2 separate regions of the Pan troglodytes genome follow, and region 1 is linked to region 2. The links are chromatin contacts, called in public Hi-C maps. All regions are on one chromosome and are shown on one strand. Each heading gives the region's core, a stretch centred on a gene start, on an enhancer-like site or on the middle of the called end of the contact. The rest is flanking DNA. Distances are from core to core; before and after follow the strand shown. Region 1 overlaps HAS3 (hyaluronan synthase 3). Region 2 overlaps CDH3 (cadherin 3).

Region 1 (6,165 bases), core at 811-3,310, 410 kb after region 2:
GCACTGCCTCAGCAATGGCAACGTGGGGCTGAACCTCTTCATAAGAAAGCGTGGTGAAGAGCAAAAGAAACCATCCTCAAAAACACTCAAAATATTCTAGTTATGGCCAAAAAGTCCCATTCTTCCTAGTGTCAAAGTCATGTCTAGGTGGTGAGAGACACAGGTGCAAATGACTAGCTTCATTTTGTAGGAGCATCGGCAGGGGCGGGACCCTGATTAAACCCTGCCCAGCTTTGGTCAAAGCAATCACTGACATAAGCCTGGAAATTGTATTAGGTTGATATGGTTTCCATCTTCAAATAAAAAAAACCTCAAGAGTTGAAAAGATTAAAGACCACATCTTTCAGTACAAAGTAGAAACCCTAGGACCCTGGATTTCTAGGCCAGGATTTTTTTTTTTTTTTTTTTTTTGAGACAGAGTAGCTGGGATTACAGGTGTGCACCACAACACCCAGCTACTTTTTGTAGTTTTAGTTAGGGACAGGGTTTCTCCATGTTGGTCAGGCTGGTCTTGAACTCCTGACCTCAGCTGACCCACCCACCTTGGCCTCCCAAAGTGCTAGGATTACAGGCGTGAGCCACCGCACCTGGCCTAGGCCAGGATTCTTGATGGCATCCATGCTGCCTCTCTTCCTGACTCTGTTCTCTGACCTCCACGCCTGCCAGAGCAGGGTGCTGCCCATCACTTGATCAGTGCTTGAAGGTGCAGTGGCTGTCCTGCCAGCCCACCTGTGTACCAACTCAGTCTGCTGACAGCATTTTGAGTCCCCTAATACGATTTAAGTTTTCTCTGGTGTACCCACCTAAAATTAGCTCACTCAGATTGCGTGTCTGGCTTTTTTGACAGTTGTCTCTGCATGAGGGTTGATATGTTTATCTTTTTCTGGCTTCCTAGGCCCAGGACCTCCTCAGTCATGGAGGGAGTGAGGAGAGCTTAGCAGGCTGTTTGACTGCAGTTCACTTGGGGTCGTGGGACCTTGTGAAACTTTCCTGGGGACCCAAATGCTTAGGGAAAAGCCCTTGAGCCCTGGCACAGGCTCAAGCCACAGTGACTTTGTCATCTATTCCCTTCAAGCATAGGATCTCACCCCCACCCCACCCTGCCATCTCCCTTTCCTGGCCATCTGGGTTCTGGTGGATCAGCAAACAGGCTCACACACCTGAGCTGTCTCTTTACAGCCCTGGGATCACTGCATAAGGTTGCCCTGGGCCAGAGCCAGTGAGTGCTTGCTGGATCTCAGCCTGTCTTCTAACCGCCTGCTGCGGAGTTATCTCTCCCTCCTAGGCAGAACTGTGCCCGAGCCAGTGGGGAAACCCAGGCAGCACGAGAGCTCTTCTTCCCTTAACCTTGCTCAGTTAGAAAGACATCCCTGGACTGAAGGAAGCAAAGCAGCATATAAAGAATGGGCTAGGGCAGGGGCAGGGAGGAGCAGTGAGACCAGCAGAACAGCAGCAGTGCTGGGAGTCTTGGCCTGTAAGTGGAGGAGGCTCTGCTAGTCTGGCCTGAGGCTTCCTGGGCCCTTCCCAGGCATGGACCAGGATGTAAGGATATGCCTGGTGGGGAGGTGGGAAGAAGCACATATGAGGGACTCAGCCTGGTGCTGATGCTGTTCTGATTCCCCCTTAGCCTTCTACTGCTTATCTGTGGCCACCCTGTCTTCCAACATAGAGAAAGCTGGGTGGGGTTGTGGTGTCAGAGGCAGCCTCCTTTCCTGCAGGAATCTTACTCAGCAACTTTAATACAAGGATCTTAGGCTTCTACAGAACAGGGTTTTGGTTTATCTGTGGATCTCTTTGTTGCTCTCCTAACAGTGACCACAGAGTAAATCAGGTCTGTAAACCAGTTCTCCTGGCCAATGCTTACTGGATTTTTGTACCACTTCACTAATTTTTTAGAAACCAGAAAAGGAGTCAGCCACTAGGGCAACTAGTGGCCTGGGTTCAACTCATAATGAGACCACCTGTTAGAATCAGGCCATAAGCCTCCCAAGAGCTGGGCAGAGTTGGCCCTGGGGTCTGCCTGGAGGCAGCTGCTGCAGCTTCCATGCCTATTCAGAGCAGCCTCCAGGGGGAGCCCTCAGCCATACCGTGCCCTGGTCCGAGAGGCTCGGCCAAGGGAGTCTGTTGAGGGTGCAGAGGCCAGCAGCCTTATTACTGGTCTCATAGAGGTGCCTGCAAGTAGGTAGTCTGGTAACCACCAGTGGGCTGCAGGTTGTCCAAGGGGTCAGAGGCTGACACGGGGACCCCTGTGGTTAATTCTGTGGGGTCACTTAAGGCCATATGCAGCCTGTTAGTCCTGGGCTACCCTACTGTGCCTGCCATCTATTTCAGTGACGTTTCCCTTCTGCCGAAGGACCCCAGAGCAATTTTTTGCGTCCAGTGCTAAGCATGTCTCTCTCCACGCCTGGCACCTACTGTCTTCAGGGTTTCTCCCTCTCAGCCTAGTGGCTGTCAAGTCTGGTAGCTGAACACTTTTACTAACTTTCATTTTACCTCTGGCACCTTCTGGTAGCGCAGATCTCTTAGCTAGAGGCTGGAAGTGAGTCATGTGTGAAGGGGTCATGTCTCTCAGGCAGTGAGCAGCCTGGCAGTGGGGTGGGGGACAGGGTGTGCAGGTCTGAGGTCAGAATGGGCTGACGACGCACTCCCTCTGCAGGTGTGTGACTCTGACACTGTGCTGGATCCAGCCTGCACCATCGAGATGCTTCGAGTCCTGGAGGAGGATCCCCAAGTAGGGGGAGTCGGGGGAGATGTCCAGGTAAGATGAGACCAGGGATATCTGTGGGGAGGGCTCTGGACTCTTTTTCCTAATCCAATTGGATATGCCTGGGAAATGGGTGTCTTGACTTCCTAGTATTGGGGGGAGGTTCCTCGCTGGCAGTTTTCACTGACACCAAAGAGCTCGCCCCCCTCACTGCCCAACCCCTTTCTTGCTCTTCTTCCACATGAGGGGAAGTCACTTAAACAGGTATGGAGCAGAGTCTATACTGCAGGAGGGGCACAGTATTTTGAGGCCATACATCCTAGAAGGTACTTCCTTTTTGGCCGGTGGTACAGCAAGTAGCTCCAAAGTCAGATCCTTGAGCAGCCCTTGCTCTTAGGAGATGGGCTGAAGAGCTCTGGTCAGTACGGTAAGAATAAGGGCCCCAATCTGCCAGAGATACTGAAGCAGCATCCCAGGTCCCCTACAACTTTCCAACCACAGAAATCTCAGGACAGGTGGTTGTGGTGGTGTTTTGCATTCTTCCCAAGCCCCCTTCTCTGCCACCACCACAGGCTGCCTCCTGAGACCGAAGGTGGCTTTGACTGCTAGAGCCACTTAGTGGGGAAAATCTCTGCAGATAAGATGACACAGTAGGGAGGTAGAGCTGGTGCTGGGGACAGGGATTGTGTGTGGTTGGCTCCTCTGAGCCTCAGGTTTCCCAGCTCCAAAGGAACCGATGGCCAGGAATCTAAGCAGCGGGCCACAGAAGCCATGGTAAGGAGGCCTCGTGGTCTCTGATGTCTGTCCTCCCGACGTGCAACCTTAGGAGGCCCAGCATCTCTATTCCCTTGCAGATCCTCAACAAGTACGACTCATGGATTTCCTTCCTGAGCAGCGTGCGGTACTGGATGGCCTTCAACGTGGAGCGGGCCTGCCAGTCCTACTTTGGCTGTGTGCAGTGTATTAGTGGGCCCTTGGGCATGTACCGCAACAGCCTCCTCCAGCAGTTCCTGGAGGACTGGTACCATCAGAAGTTCCTAGGCAGCAAGTGCAGCTTCGGGGATGACCGGCACCTCACCAACCGAGTCCTGAGCCTTGGCTACCGAACTAAGTATACCGCGCGCTCCAAGTGCCTCACAGAGACCCCCACTAAGTACCTCCGGTGGCTCAACCAGCAAACCCGCTGGAGCAAGTCTTACTTCCGGGAGTGGCTCTACAACTCTCTGTGGTTCCATAAGCACCACCTCTGGATGACCTACGAGTCAGTGGTCACGGGTTTCTTCCCCTTCTTCCTCATTGCCACGGTTATACAGCTTTTCTACCGGGGCCGCATCTGGAACATTCTCCTCTTCCTGCTGACGGTGCAGCTGGTGGGCATTATCAAGGCCACCTATGCCTGCTTCCTTCGGGGCAATGCAGAGATGATCTTCATGTCCCTCTACTCCCTCCTCTATATGTCCAGCCTTCTGCCGGCCAAGATCTTTGCCATTGCTACCATCAACAAATCTGGCTGGGGCACCTCTGGCCGAAAAACCATTGTGGTGAACTTCATTGGCCTCATTCCTGTGTCCATCTGGGTGGCAGTTCTCCTGGGAGGGCTGGCCTACACAGCTTATTGCCAGGACCTGTTCAGTGAGACAGAGCTAGCCTTCCTTGTCTCTGGGGCTATACTGTATGGCTGCTACTGGGTGGCCCTCCTCATGCTGTATCTGGCCATCATCGCCCGGCGATGTGGGAAGAAGCCGGAGCAGTACAGCTTGGCTTTTGCTGAGGTGTGACATGGCCCCCAAGCAGAGCGGGTAAAGTGCAATGGGTAAGGGAGGGAAGGGGAATGGAAGAGAAAAGACGGGGTGGGAGGGAGGAGGGAGTGCTGTGTTTTAGTCTCTTAATGGTCCAAAGGACAAATCTAAAATGCAAAGAACGGTGATGTAGTATGGCCTGACAGCTCTGTTTAGAGGAGGCAACACTGATCCCCCAGATGCAGGGCTGCAGGGGATTCTGTGTTTTCAGACTGCCTGTCTGCTTGCATCTGCACATAGGCAGTAGCCTCCTCCTGGGCTCCAGAGGGCACTCAGAAGTTGTGCTAAACCAAGTTAAGTCCCATTCAGTGGCAACTTGTGATAGGTACCTGAGTGACGGCAACCTGCGGAAGGAGGTTCTCCCAGCCCATCTGAACACAACCAGAGGAGGCAGGAGAATTTCTACTGAGCGAGCTGGGCCGGTTAGTGTATGTCACCCCCACCCCACCCCTAAGTAGTCATCAATGCAATAAGATTGCGCCTGAGATACAAGGCCCAGAAGCCTGATCTTTGGGCATCAGAAAACAGGGTCCAGGAATGGTGCTTTATGTGAGATACCCCACTCCACATCAACATTCCAGGGATGAGCCAAACCAGCAGGGAGTTAGCACTGAACTGCTTTTAAAAGTGCACATTAAAAAGGAAAGTTTGCCAGGAGGAACAAAGAGATTGTGGTGGTGCTAAAGGAGGCCATAAGCTACACAGAGGCCTTGGGTGTTCCACCTGGAAACTGCTCAGACGTCTAGATGGGTTCTTAGCTTGTCTGTGATCTCTGCTGGGGAGATAAAAAGATTAAGCCCCAACATGTTCAGAAAAGAAGTGAAGTCTTGGGTATTTTAACCTGTATACTCTTGAATTCCTCTCAAATTCAGCTCTGATCTGAGGCTAAGACACACTCCTCACTTCACTTTCTTCAAAGCCACATTTTTGGAGGTATCACTGCAGTCACCTCTTCTACCCTCATCATCATGGGTAAGGTTTTCAAGGTGGCAATTGGGGCGGAGCCCCGGCTCTTATAGAAGCTTCAGCAGGAGGCAAGCGTGTTCTCAGCACATATGGGAACTATGAGGAGCCTCTGATCAAATTGGCTACAATCTTGGAGCTGCTTGGACGGATTCCTTGGCAGCCGGGTTAGCATGTGTGACTTTCAGGCTACTGTTCTTGACAATCATCTCCAATGGAAAGCTTTTCAGTGTTCCCAAAGTGAACTCTCAAATCCAAAATGGTTATCTTTGAGACCATCCATTCTCCTCAGTGGCTTCTCCAGGGAATTCTTACAGCCAAGTTGTGACAGTCACTGCATTTGCCTGCTTCTTTCCAGAAACCAAACTAGGAGATGAAACTGGTTCCTACATCCTAAGGTTCTTGCTTTCTCTCTCATGCCTCCTAAGGCTGTTTTTGGCTGTTTTCCCTCTGCTGCTTTTGGGGAATGAGGGGAAGCCATTTTCCAGTGACTTGCAATCCAGGCTGTTCTCAGCGTTTTGAGTTTAAAACCTGGGATCCTGACTAAGCCTTTGACTTAAGGGTTGCTTGCTTGCCCTCCAAATGTCCTTTCTCAGAGGGGCCAGCTAACCCGTGCAGAACCAGCACTAAGGTGGACAGCAGACAAGAGGGCAAGCCTCTAGTGTACCAAGTGCTTCCTACAAAGACACAAGGTGTGCT
Region 2 (6,213 bases), core at 2,702-5,201:
GGAGAAGACCCAGCCCGGGGACTGCTGGGGGGTGGCCACTCAGGAAAGGGCCCTGAGGCGATGGGCCTGCCATTGAAAGTGTGGGAGCAGTCACCCTGGGAAGCCCCTTTTACAGCCCACACCCTGTGTGTCCAGTTCGAGGCTTGCTGGAGAGCTCCAGGGAACAACTCCCTCCAGGCTAAAGGCAGAACCCACCTTCTGGCCTCCCGTTAAAACAATCCCCCCAGCAGAGTACAAGTTCAAATCCTGGCACTTCTAGGCATGAGGCCTTGGACAAACCACATAACCTCTCTGTCTCCGTTTTCTCATCTAAAATGGAGTAGGCTGGGCATGGTGGCTCACACCTGTAATCCCAGCACTTTGGGAGGCCGAGGCGGGTGGAACACCTGAGGTCAGGAGTTTGAGACCAGCCTGGCCAACATGGCGAAACCCCATCTCTACTAAAAATTTAAAAATTAGCAGGGCATGGTGGTGCGTGCCTGTAATCCCAGCTACTTGGGAGGCTGAAGCAGGAGTATCTCTTGAACCTGGGAGGCAGAGGTTGCAGTGAGCCGAGATCGTGCCACTGCACTCCAGCCTAGGCAACAGAGCGAGACTCCGTCTCAAATAATAATAATCATAAATTAATAAATAATAAAATGGGCGAGTAAAAGAGTTAATATCTGTAAGGGCTTGGAAGGGTGCCTGGTGCACAGGATACTGTGTGTTGTCATTACTATTGTGGTAGTGTAGGGACTCACAAGGCCTGCTAGCGCTCCCTGGGTGGAAACTGCACTTCCCAGCAGGAGGAATTCCCTGAGATTCCCCAACCTGCAGGGAGTGCCAGTGTCAGGTATGATTTCCCTGAAGGCTCTTTCCCCACGCCCAGCAGAGGGCACCATTCACTCAAACCACCGCCACAGCCCATAGAGCTCCCAGCCCAAGCGCCAGGTCTGCAGGGAGGGAGGGAGAGAGGAAGGCAACAGTGGCACTGGCTGCCACATGCCACACAGGGAGTCAGCTGGGTGGCCGGAATGGCCTTGGACACTGATGAAGACAGTCAATATGGAGTCAGTTACATGTTCTCCCGCCTCACAACCCTGGGGAGAGGTTCAATGGTTCCCTTTTATTTAAAGGAAATTGCAGCCAGGCATAGTGGCTCACACCTGTAATCCCAGCACTTTGGAAGGCCAAGGTGGGAAAAATCATTTGAGCCCAGGAGTTCCAGACCAGCCTGGGCAACATAGACCCCATCTCTATTAAAAAAAAAATTTTTTTTGATTCAGCTGAGTGTGGTGACAGACACCTGTGGTCCCAGCTACTCGGGAGGCTGAGGAGGAGGCTCACTTGAGCCTAGGAGGTCAAGGCTGCAGTGAGCCATGCTTGCACCACTGCACTCCAGCCTGGGTGACAGAACAAGACCCTGCCTCAAAAAAAACGAAAAAATGAGAGAGGTTAATGGCCACATACGATCAGGAAGCAGCAGAGACAGTTTTGGGGTTTAGATTTCCTTGATTGCCAGGTGGGCTCTTTTTACAATTAAGGATATAAACTCCAGCTGCAGATGGGGCCGTGGGGCAGGCAGGCCGTAGAAGGCGCCCTTCAGGTAATGCTTATGGCCTCCTGCAAGGTGGAGTTGGCCTCACTGACCCTGAGACTCTGTAGCCCTGAAGCACAAAAGCCACAGCATTCCCAGCCACTTCTGGGGTCCCCTTGAGTATGTGGCATCATCTAAGGCTTTTTTATTCATTCGTTTAACAACTTCATTGAGCACCTGTTCTGTGCAAGACACTGTTTTTTTTTTTTTTTGTAGACACAGTCTCGCTCTATCCCCCAGGCTGGAGTGCAGTGACGCGATCTTGGCTCACTGCAAACCTCCACCTCCCAAGTTGAAGTGATCCTCCTGCCTCAGCCTCCCGAGTAGCTGGGATTACAGGTGCATGCCACCATGCCTGGCTAACTTTTGTATTTTTAGTAGAGACGGAGTTTCACTATGTTGGCCAGGTTGGTCTTGAATTCCTGACCTCAGGTGATCCACCTGCCTCGGCCTCCCAAACTGCTGGGATTACAGGCGTGAGCCACCGTGCCCAGCCTCAAGACACTGTTCTTGGTGCTAGGGTTATAGCAATGCAGAAAACAGTAAAAAAGCCCAGCGAGCCGGGCACGATGGCTCACGCCTGTAATCCCAGCACTTTGGGAGGCCGAGGCAGGTGGATCACGAGGTCAAGAGATCGAGACCATTCTGGCCAACATGGTGAAACACCGTCTCTACTAAAAACACAAAACATTAGCGCGGCGTGGTGGCACGTGCCTGTAGTCCCAGCTACTCGGGAGGCTGAGGCAGGAGAATGGCGTGAACCTGGGAGGCAGAGCTTGCAGTGAGCCGAGATCGTGCCTCTGCACTCCAGCCTGGGCAACAGAGCAAGACTCCGTCTCAAAAAAAAAAAGACCCCAGCACTAACATGGGGGCTGCAGGTAAATATGTGTGTAGGGCCCACATACCAAATGTGTCAAGATCAACATCACAAACTCCTAAGTAAAAGATACTCTATCTTTCTACTTGGACAGGTGTATCCTCACAGTGATTGGGAGAGCCAGATTTAAATCTGAATTCACAGACACCTAGAATACTGGGCTAGAGTGTGGCTCTGTGGGGAGGGTGAGTCCCAGCCCAGGAGCAGCGGCCAGTGCCCTGCTCTACCCAGCCCAAGCACCATCCAGCACCACCAGGCTCCTTGTGTGGCACCCCAACCCATGTGTCCCAGCTCCCTCCACTGTCCCCCAACACAGCCTTCCATTGACCACCCCATGGGCCTTGGAGTACACACCTGGGCTGTGCTGGCTGCCTGGGGACAGAACTGGGGAAGGCCTGAGGGACAAAGATGCTGGTTCTAGTAGTCACATTTCCTTTTTTTTTTTTTTTTTTTTTGCGACAGAGTCTCACTCTGTTGCCTAGGCTGGAGTGCAGTGGTGTGATCTTGGCTCACAGCAATCTCCGCCTCCCAGGTTCAAGCGATTCTCGTGCCTCAGCCTCCTGAGTAGCTGGGACTACAGGTGCACAACACCACACCCAGCTAATCTTTGTATTTTTTGGTAGAGATAGGATTTCGCCGTGTTGGTCAGGCTGGTCTCGAACTCTTGACCTCAAATGATCCGCCTGCCTCAGCCTCACAAAGTTCTGGGATTACAGGCATGAGCCACTGTGCCTGGCCAGTAGTCACATTTCCTTAGCTCTATGAGGAGGGGCAGAAGGGCAGGGTAGAGGCCCTTGCTGCCCAGTCTAAGGGAGTTTTCAATGAGAAACAGACCATAAACAAGACAAATCAGTAAAATACGTGGTCTAGTAAAAGGTGAAGCATGGAGGAAAATGGAGCTGGGATGGGGCCTAGGGAGGAAGGGCCTGGGGGTAGGGCTCAGTTCTAGGAGCCAGGGAAGGCACTGCTGGGAAGGTGGCATTTGGGCAAAGACTGGAGGCTATCAGGGAGCAAGTATGTAGTGTCCTGTCTACATAAAAGGAATGGCAAGGGCTAAGGGTTTAGCAGGGTCAGCAGGGTTTAGCAGGGAGGCCAGTGTGGCTGGAGCAGAGGAACGGGTCGAGATGGGTCGAGAGTGTGTGCAGAGATGAGGTTGGACAGGTAAGGAGCCAGGGGCCCAGGCGCCCAGTCCTGGGTGTCCTCCTTCACGCCTGGGCTGGAGGCTGAGTTCAGGGCAAGGCCCAGTCCCAGGAGCCCTGAAAAAGGCCTGACTCAGCTCCATCCCGGGGCTGGCAGAACCTGGTTCCTCCTCTGCTCTATCCTCAGTCCCTGAGGATGCAGCAGGGCCTGTCGGGGCCTGTGGGCAGCTGCAGAGCTGGCAGGCGGGAGCTAGGAGATTCCTCTCTCGGGGAACTGGGGAGCCTGTCTGAGAGTGCCCTGTAGTCTGGTAGGGCGGTGGCTAAGACAGCAGCCCCTAAAGGCTGCAGATGTGGGAGTGACTCACCAGCCTGGCCTCTCAGTGGGCTGAAAGGAGACCCCTAGGAGGCGATGGTGGAAAAGCACTCAGTGTTTAGCGCTGAGCCTGCAGTGCAGTTGGGGATCGCCAGGTGGTCACTGCCAGCCTTGTCCTCGCTTGGTATTAGGCCCTCTCCAAGTTAGAGGTGGGGTGGGGAGCCACCCCTGCATTCCCTGTACCCACTGCCCAGCAAGCGGCAGGGGTGTGGCGGGCCGGGGAGGAATCTGAGAGGGGCGGGGCGGGTCAGGAATGCCTGGGCTCCGTTCCAACTTCTGTCCCCACTGTTGTCCATCCGGTAAACCACGGCCAGCCCATAGCTGACAGGGCAGAGCGCTGAGGCCTCTGTGTGTCCTCCAGGAACCTGACGACCCAGGCACTCCAGGAAGACGATGCCCACTAATTACAAGAATGATAGACTGGGCGCAGTGGCTCAAGACTGTAATCTCAGCAGTTTGGGAGGCCGAGGCGGGCCGGTCACTTGAGGCCAGGAGTTCAAAACCAGCCTGGCCAACAAGGTGAAAACCCATCTCTACTAAAAATACAAAAGGTAGTGGGGCATGGTAGAGGGCGCCTGTAACCCTAGCTACTCCGGAGGCTGAAGCAGGAGAATCCTTGAACCTGGGAGGTGGAGGTTGCAGCAAGTCGAGATCCCACCACTGCACTCCAGCCTGGGTGACGAGCAAAATTCCATCTCAAAAAAAAAAAAAGATAATTAGTAGGACTTGAACAAATTAAGCAGTTACCATGTGCCAGGCAAAACGCTGAAGTTTCACTCCAAATCAAACCACGTTTCCTCAGAGCCTCTGCACTTGCTGTGCCCTCTGCCTGGCATGCCATTCCCCTAGATTTCTCTCGGCTCCCTCACGTCCTTCAGGCATCACCCACATGTCAGCCTGTCAGAGATGCCAGCCCTGAAGGGGACTGCATCCTCCTTAGAATTGCAGCCCTGCACCCCCCAATGCTTTATCTTTTCTTTCTTTCTTTCTTTTTTTTTTTTTTTTGAGACCGAGTCTCGCTCTGTCGCCCAGGCTGGAGTACAGCGGCATGATCTCAGCTCACTGAAACCTCCACCTCCCGGGTTCAAGAGATTCTCCTGCCTCAGCCTCCTGAGTAGCTGGGATTACAGGCGCCCGCCACCACACCTGGCTAATTTTTGTATTTTAGTAGAGACGGGGTTTCACCATGTTGGTTAGGCTGATCTCAATCTCCTGACCTCAGGTGATCCACCCACCTCGGCCTCCCAAAGTGCTGGGATTACAGGTGTGAGCTACCATGCTGGCTGATTTTTGTATTTTTTAATTAGGTACTGGGTTTCACTATGTTGACCAGACTGGTCTCAAACTCCTGAACTCAGGTGATCTGCCCACCTCAGCCTCCCAAAGTGCTGGGATTACAGGTGTGAGCCACTGCACCCAGCCTATTTGTTGTTTTTCTGGGACAAGGTCTCACTCCATCTACTAGGCTGAGTGCAGTGGTATAATCACAGTTCACTGCAGCCTTGACCTCCTGGATTCAAGCAATCCTCCCACCTCAGCCTGCTGAATAGCTGGGACTACAAGTGTGTACCACCACCCCCAGCTAATTTTTTGTTTTTGGTAGGGACGGGGTCTCACTGTGTTGTCCAGGCTGGTCTCTATCTGGCTTCAAGCCATCCTCCCTCCTGGGCCTCCCAAAGTGTTGGGATTACAGGCACGAGCCCCTGCACCCGGCGCAGAAGCACTTTTGTCAATTAGAGTGCTGGCAAGCAAGAGAGGCAAGCTCAAAAGGTGACCGGAGAAGGGTTCATGGAGGTGCAGTCTACAGTGGGGTGAGCAGGGTTGCAGGGTCTCCCTCCGTCACCCAGGCTGGAGTACAGTGGCACAATCTCGGCTCACTGCAACCTCTGCCTCCCAGGTTCAAGCGATTCTACTACCTAAGCCTCCCAAGGTGCTGGGATTGTAGGCGCCCTCCACCACGCCCAGCTAATTTTTGTATTTTTAGTGGAAACAAGGTTTCGCCATGTTGGCTAGGCTGGTTTCAAGCGACCCACCCACCTCGGCCTTGCAAAGTGCTGGGATTACAGGCGTGAGCCACCGCGCCTGGCCTCTTTTTTCTGTCTCCTTCATTTCTAAAGACGGCACCATCATCAGCCCAGCTGCCCAAACCAGAAACCTAAACACCTTGTCCTCAACTCCTTCCTTTTATTGACTGCCCATGCTGATCATCCATGGAGTCCTCCCAGATATCCTGGAATTCAACCACTTC

The links. A called contact is a pair of places that touch in the nucleus more often than the background predicts.
Region 1: a Hi-C map of induced pluripotent stem cells shows a contact between it and region 2, with 2.3 times the contacts expected there. The contact joins two enhancer-like sites. A contact is called at or near these places in 2 of 7 Hi-C or Micro-C datasets (induced pluripotent stem cells and stem cell-derived neural progenitor cells).

The regions. Positions count from the first base shown.
Region 1 is chr18:67,152,346-67,158,510 of NHGRI_mPanTro3-v2.0_pri, forward strand. It overlaps HAS3 (hyaluronan synthase 3), which reads left to right. Exons shown (of 4, transcript XM_001168498.7): 3 at 2,657-2,758; 4 at 3,559-6,165. The coding sequence ends at 4,482. Among named protein-coding and RNA genes, the nearest start is that of HAS3, 8.2 kb to the left of the region's middle. Within about 2 kb of position 2,061, at least 2 of the 24 cell types and tissues checked have an H3K27ac peak or open chromatin away from gene starts, as enhancers often do. A contact at or near this core is called in induced pluripotent stem cells, where this site is marked.
Region 2 is chr18:66,745,255-66,751,467 of NHGRI_mPanTro3-v2.0_pri, forward strand. All of the region lies in intron 15 of CDH3 (cadherin 3), which reads left to right. Among named protein-coding and RNA genes, the nearest start is that of CDH1, 30 kb to the right of the region's middle. Within about 2 kb of position 3,952, at least 3 of the 24 cell types and tissues checked have an H3K27ac peak or open chromatin away from gene starts, as enhancers often do. A contact at or near this core is called in induced pluripotent stem cells, where this site is marked.